Linked DNA regions of Zea mays: region 2 is linked to region 1. A link is a contact called in public Hi-C data. All regions are on one chromosome and are shown on one strand. The core of a region is the stretch at or near the end of the contact, and the rest is flanking DNA. Distances in the headings are between cores, read along the strand shown. Region 1 holds the start of LOC100381420. Region 2 holds the start of LOC100276246.

Region 1 (3,661 bases), core at 870-3,369:
TTACCTATGGAGGAAGATGAAAGAGTGTGGGAGATAGATATCCCGGGTCCTTATGAGCACCGAAACGCACTTTTGACTCGCCCCGAGGCCAGCTCTAGGCGACAGACACTGCTCCGACTCGCTTGAGGCCAACCTCATATGGGAGATGCAGTTCTGACTCGCCTGAGACCAACCTCGGACGGGAGATGCAGTTCTGGCTCACCCGAGACTAGCTCTGGACGGGACAAGCTGTTCCAGCTCACCCGAGGCCAACCTCGGACGGGAGACGATGTTCTGCCTCGCCCGAGGCCAGCTCTGGGCGGGAGAAGCAGTCATGACTCGCCCGAGGCCAACCTCGGGCGGGAGACTCGCCCGGGCGAGAGCGCAGAAATGCTCCATGGGTCACTTGATGGGCCTCCCGATGACTTGCCTAGAAAGGTGCGCCCTCGGGCCGCAACCAGGATGGATGAGCTCGACCCAGGGAGACAAAGATCGGACGATTGAGTTACGCGTAGAAGGAGCACCGATGTCTCACGCAGGGAGGTTGCGCATACCCGAAGTGTTAGATACTCAGAGATAACTCGGGTGAAGCTCAACCAAACTCTGGATAAGCAGGAATGCATGACGCGTTAAAAGGATAGACTCAGACAGAGTTAGATAGTCATCACGACTTGTAAAGGGATAACCCTCTTGTCATCTATATAAGGCCGAGGGGGTACGCCTACGATTATCTCGTCACATCCCACTACCACCTCATAGCTCATTAATCCTCTCATAGCAACTACGCAACCACTAGATCGACAGGAGAACTCACCCTCCACCACTCACAACTCATCTGTAACCCGTGTACACCAATGATACTCAAACACTCAGCCTCGACAGGACGTAGGGTGTTACGCATTCTAGCAGCGTGAACCTATATAAACCCTTGTGTGATCCGACGTGCATCCGCATGAACCATCGAGTCGCAATCAACGACGTCGTCCTACTCAAAAGCATCACGTGAGGAACCCTGTGGCGACTGGTCATAAACACCGACAAAGAGTTCATAAGGTTTAGGATATAGGAAACAATGTACACATCAGTGAATTCTGTGTTCACGTTGATTGAATGATTTCCACTAAAGTGATTCTCACAACTAAGAAGCAAGGCGTTTGGATGTCATAAGGCAATTCTGACAGCCATAACCTGATTTTAAGCTAAAACAAATACGTCGTAACAAGAACTTGTAAGACAATACTTACTTCGTAATTATAGGCAGTAGCGGAAGAGCCAATATGGCTTAGTGTGGCATGACATACCTTAATCTTTAAAATGCTTATATAATCTATTATAACCATAAAAAATGTGGTGCGGTGGCTGGTTTTTCTTTTTCCAGACATACCTTTTTTTTCTTTGCCTTGTGCAACTGATTATAGGTATGTTAGACCATCTCCATCAAATTATACATACTCATATTTAAACTACATTCTACAAATATTATAATTTACAGTGTAAAATAGTGCAAAATGTATTTTTTGACCATATAAGTGAACTATTGTACATTGTATTTATATGGTCACTAAAAACACCGTTTTGCATTGTTTTATATTGTAGATTGCACTATTTATAGAGTATAGTTTGAATATGAGTATGAATATAGGTAAACTGTTGGAGAGGTCTTATGCTATAGGTAAACTTTTGGTGTGCAGACGGCCTACACTTAGACCAACTCCAGCAGTCTACCTCTCCGTATCCCTAAAACGCGCGGCCAACACATTCTCTCTCCTCTCCGTATCCGTCTCCGTTTCCAGCAACACTCCTCATCCCACTCCGCATGCAGTCTATGACACCTGGGGCCCGCCAGCAGGCGCGCGCGCACGCAGAGAGCTGCGGAGAGGAGAGAGAAAGTGTGGAAATGGGGAGCGCAGGGACACGGCGTCCATTTTGCGGAGAGGGATGCGGAGCCTGCTGGAGCGCGCAATAGTGCCTCAAACCGTGCAAAATGCGGATGCGGAGTGGGATACGGAGTCTTGCTGGAGTTGGTCTTATTCGTGACGATGAGTCGATGAGACTAATATGTAAATAGCACCTCAAACCTTAGATACTAGCTGTGAAGACAGTGCTACCTGTCACTCTGTCAGTCAGACACCTCGCCCGCTTCATTTCGTTCCTCCGCGTGGTCAGAAAAAACTCAGCAAGCATTGGAGAGCAAGAGTAGGAATTAACTCAAAGGGGAGGAAGGGGAAGACGGCAATTATGCACAACGGCGTCGACGCTCGGCCGGGGCCCCTCCTCCACCTCCCCGGCGCATCACCAGCTCCCTGCTCCGGCCGCCGGGTCCCATGGCCGCGGTCGGGGTTAGGGGCCGCGCTGCGGCAGCCAAATAGCCCCCACGGCCGCCTCCGCTTCGGGCCCCTCCCGGCCGGCGAACTCTGCAAGCGGACCCACCGTGTCCGTATCTCTCACCCTTCGTATAGCCTTTTTTTTATTATTATGATCATCTACAATCTTTTTGTTTCATCTTCATAGGTTTTTGTCGGGCCCAGAGCCTCAGAATGACATATTGACATGTAGCTTGTTCGGTTATTACTATGTCACATGTATTGGATGTGATTAGAAAAAAGAATTGTAGAAATTTTGACTTATTATGGATTATAAACCCAACTAATCCCCTTCAAACCACACGGATTGAGATGAAAACAAACAGACCCTTATATGTGCCAATAATTATTTGATGAAATTTCTTAGTGCCACGGATTCTCATTAGAGATTATTTCTTTGAATTTTCTTACCGCCCCAAAAAACAAATAACTTACTATAGCAGAACTTACGGGTTCTTGTGTGGCAGGAGAAGCTACGTGTCGCTGTGCTTGTATCGAAGTCCACACTGCAGAGCGACCATGGTAAATTGCGCAATGGTTTCGAAGATGCCACATTTTATGACCTCAATCTGATCCTCAATGCTGCTGTTATCTAAGCATGTTGCCTGAAACACATCTACTCAGGTGCCTCACTTCAGAGTGAGCGTGTTGTTCCTCAAGGTGTCAAAGCTGCTGCTGGGTTTCAGATCTCTGCCGACGACCTAGCATCACTTGTTGAAAATCGTGACACCGGGAAGTTGACTCTGCTCGGCCAGCTGGATGGAATCGCAGACAAGTTGGCGACGTCGTTGGCTGATGGGATCACCACGGATGAGCTCAGCCTGAATCAAAGGCAGGGCATGTATGGAGTGAACAAGTTCACGGAGAGTGAGGCCCGCAGCTTATGGGAGTTCGTGTGGGAGGCACTGCAAGACACTACTCTTGTAATTCTTATAGCATGTGCCCTTGTATCTTTCGTTGTTGGCATCGCCACGGAAGGGTGGCCGAGTGGTGCCCATGATGGCATTGGAATCTTTACAAGTATCCTCCTGGTTGTCTCTGTTACTGCGACGAGCAATTATCAGCAGTCTTTGCAATTCAGGGATCTGGACAGAGAGAAGAGGAAAATTTCTGTTCAGGTTACTAGAGATGGATTCAGACAAAGGATACTGATAGATGATCTTCTTCCTGGTGATGTTGTCCACCTAGGTGTTGGAGATCAGGTTCCTGCAGATGGCCTCTTTGTTTCTGGGTATTCTGTATTGGTCAACGAGTCCAGCCTAACTGGTGAGAGTGAACCTGTTGTCATAAGTGAAGATAACCCTTTCCTTTTGTCAGGG
Region 2 (3,846 bases), core at 1,059-3,558, 160 kb before region 1:
GGCTTCTTATTTTGATCAACAACATAATTCAGCTCTCTGACATAAATCTGTAAAATGGTGGGTGCCCAATTAAAAATGTAGGGAAGAGATAGTGCACTGAAAAAACACACACACTAAGAAAACTAATATCACAAAGCAACATGGAACAGGTAAACATCATGCACATATTTCAGTTTATTACCATCCAAAAAATATTACCTGTCCACAATGTTGAGGTGCCAAGACATTGAATAGATGAATTTATATGATCGTATTATGATGAAAATATGAGTAAGCAATAGGACCTATATTATGTGAATTCTGACCAAAGGCTGCACAACAGAAATTTATATGGACACATGTTCATGTCTGATCAATGGCTGCATCGGTACTAGATGTATATATGATAACATGTCCACATCTCATCAAACTATCAAGGGTGCATCAGTAATATATGTATATGACAATTTACAAAACACAATATCTACTGACATACAACACGTGGGTAGGTGGTACTAATATAGAGCCACTAGTTGTACAGTTGGTTTTTAACAGACAAGCATATATAATACTCCCTCCGTCCTAAAATAAAATTCGTTTTATCTTTTTAGTTGATTCATTCAATAATTAATGTATTTGTTTTATATATGTATCCAGATTCATCATCATCCATTTGAACATAGACATAAAATCAAAGACTAAAACGATTAATATTTTGGGGCGGAGGGAGTATATTCAGAATGGTAAAGAAAATAACAAATAGTTACAGCTATCAGACCTTATAGACAATGTGCCGTTCACCACTTGGACTGACTTTATGATAAGAGCCCAGATGACCAGATACATAAACGAGGTCATCATGCTTCAGATGCTTTAGGCCAACATTTGCCAGCTCACCATTCAGCTGCAATGTCACACTGTTCAAGTTCTTCATATTGTAAGCATAATGATATAACCCCAGTTTCATTTAGCCAAAATCACAATAAAGTTACTTGAACAAAAACATGCAAATAAATATATCGTTAGATCACCTAGCTCAAGTCCTTCATGCTGTAATTATAGTGATACAACCTAATTTTCATTCAGTAAATCAGTCCAAATAATAATAACAGTTTAACATGGTAGTAGGAAAAATAAAATTAAAAGAAGTATTATTAAATCAGGCATGCATTGTGGAGCTCCTGATTTGTTCCTGGGTATCATGAAAATGAGTTGCTTCTTAAGCTACTTTGTGGCAAATAGTGCCTACTGCCTAGTTTGCTTGATGGATTCAATTCTCTATTTGAATGGTACATTGACTTTTCTTGCACACTAAGCATGAGAAGGTTCAGTCTTAGTCAAACATAAGGCTTCCAAATTTGGAAGTACGACTTCGATTTTGTTTGGTGCGAAATTCGCCCCAAGCTATTCATGATGCACCAAAGTACTTTATACAACTATAAACATGGCGGACCTTCAGCTAAATGTTTGCTCCACTGAAGCATGGAAGATGGGATGTTACCAGAATGGAGTGAATCGCATCACAGAAAGTCCCTACTGATTCTGTTAGAACTGTGCTCAATTGTTCTTGTGGTTGTATGCCCTTTGTTTCTCATAGGGCTTAAGGCACCAAATTTTACACAAGACAAAAATATTTTAATCGAAGTATATTAACTCTACATAATGATGAAACTATATATGCGGCACACAATCGAAACATGACGTCCCACATGATATATATAAAAAGAAGGCTATGAGAATGCACCCAATTAGGGTCTGTTCGTTTTAATTACAATCCATGTGGATCAGTGGATGGGAGCAGATTGGGCGGGTTTAAATCCTTGTCAAGCCAAAATCTCTCTCAATCCCTATGGGATGGGAATAACCTAACAAGCCCTTACTAGGAAAGCCCTTACTAGGAGAGAACAAATAACTCTGCAGAAAGTGAGAGAGGAAATAACACAAGGATTGGCTGAGGGGGATCCGGAGCGAGGGACTCAACTTTATGTTGGACGAGCTCGAAGAGGGCGCGGGCGACGAGAGGGTGACGGAGAGGAAGGTGTACGCCCTGGGGACTTCAAGAAAGCTAGTGTCGATCGGCCTCACCGGTGCGGCGAGGCGACCGATGAGGCTGCACCAGTTCCAGGTGAGCCCCTTCTTGCTGACGGTAGAGGGGCGCCGCAGCATCGACATGCGGTACGCCACGCTCTCCGGCTCCCCCGAGCTACACCCACCACCTCCGCCGCCGTTGTGAAGCAGCCGACAGAACGGCGGCGGCAGCGGCGAACGCACGGCGGCGGCTCCGCCGACAAGGCGCCGCAGCATCGTATTATGTTTGGTCTGGTTTGGTGACTGACACAACGCGATGGGCTTTTCTGTCAACATCACTGGGCTTGTTGCGGGGAGCTATTTGCAATTTTGCCAATATTATTTGTGGCTCCTCAACTTGCTATCGGACTCATAAATCATATACAGATAGTCCCACAAGTTATAGAAGTAGATGACATAGTAACAAAGAGATAAATTTTAAAATGATAAAATATCAATTTTAGAGTGCGGTGTGGTGGTGGACGGACGAGGGCGCAACGACGATTGTGGACGACCACGCGACAACGGATGTGACTAGCGGTTTGGTGTAACACCTCAAAATTCTATCCTAGATACTTAATAAAATAATATAAAGATTTTGAATCCAAGTGTCTTTTATTAAGAATTTTCTCACCTCTCCTAAAAATAAATGTAGTTACAATAAAATGTCTTAATGAAAAAGGGCTTCATATGATTTAAGTTATTCCTTTGAATAATATATTTGGAGACATTCTCTAAAATGGTAGATTATCATACCACACCTTGTAAATAAATTTTCTAAAATAAATATTGTGGTGTGTATGTTTAAAAGTATTTGCATAAATCAATAAATAAACAATAAATAAAATTTGTTTACATTTTATACTGGAGTTCTAAAGTACACTTTCAATTTGACTTCATATATAAAATAGACACCATGTGTGTGGCGGCGCGCTGGTACTCGAGGATTGCTCATCGGAGTAAGGCCAAACCCCCCGGATCCGCACCTCCCCAGGGAGAACCCCGCCATCGCCCTAACCACCGGTAAGGGTGTACTTCCCCGCTTTGCCTCAGCCTACTCTTCATATTACGCACGCGGACAACCGGGATTATGGGTTGGGGCGCCATCTCAGCCATCTCCGGCGAACGTGCCAGCGTGGCCAGCCTGCGGGATGAAGGAGATGGCTTGGAGCCGTTGATTCTATTAAGGACGGTTGAGATTGCGGGGCGCGCACCGATTTGGGGTGCATCATCGACCGCGGGATGGCTGATGTGCGGTGGTGATCTGATCACGATTATTTAAAACATGGACCCTGGATCTTAAATCCAACGACTTAGCGTGCATACCGGTTCGATGTCGTTCCGATGTAATCTGGGCCCTCCATCTCAGATCACGCGGCCAGAAACATCCCATACCCCTTCGGCCTCGGTAATTTGCAAAAGAGCCCTTATGCTTCTATGTAATCAACCCGCAGTCTGGTGGCAGTGATAAAACCTTTAATATAGGTCCTGTTTTTAGCCAAAGTAACCCTGGACTTCCTGGAATGATAACCACGACCCAGAGAGTAAGTAAATCGAATAAATTAATATAGAAAATGATTTCTAGTATAGAAATGATTCTAGAATCTTGATTAATTTATAAGTAATTCATTTTAACTTCTTTTTGATCCATTCCAGTTGCATTAAACTCATATTAATATTGTTCATCATCTAATAACTTTATTTTGTTATAAAACATATGGTTGAAATCATGCTCCTAATTTGTTTTATGTCTAACTCCTAAATCTTCAGAAAATTATAACTCCTTAACCGTAACTCCGA

The links. Hi-C and Micro-C count contacts between places; a contact is called where the count stands out from the background.
Region 2: a contact with region 1 is called in a Hi-C map of root tip, with 4 times the contacts expected there. The contact joins the promoter of LOC100276246 here to the promoter of LOC100381420 in region 1. A contact is called at or near these places in 9 of 25 Hi-C or Micro-C datasets (bundle sheath, ear, endosperm and 4 more) and 1 of 3 datasets of contacts at active chromatin or transcription factors (leaf).

Annotation. Positions count from the first base shown.
Region 1 is chr1:261,295,648-261,299,308 of Zm-B73-REFERENCE-NAM-5.0, reverse strand. LOC100381420 reads left to right here and starts at 2,119. Exons shown (of 7, transcript NM_001366751.1): 1 at 2,119-2,412; 2 at 2,810-2,864; 3 at 2,967-3,661. The coding sequence starts at 2,218.
Region 2 is chr1:261,452,876-261,456,721 of Zm-B73-REFERENCE-NAM-5.0, reverse strand. LOC100276246 reads right to left here and starts at 2,308. Exons shown (of 4, transcript NM_001150081.2): 1 at 1,961-2,308; 2 at 758-896; 3 at 1-47. The coding sequence starts at 2,283.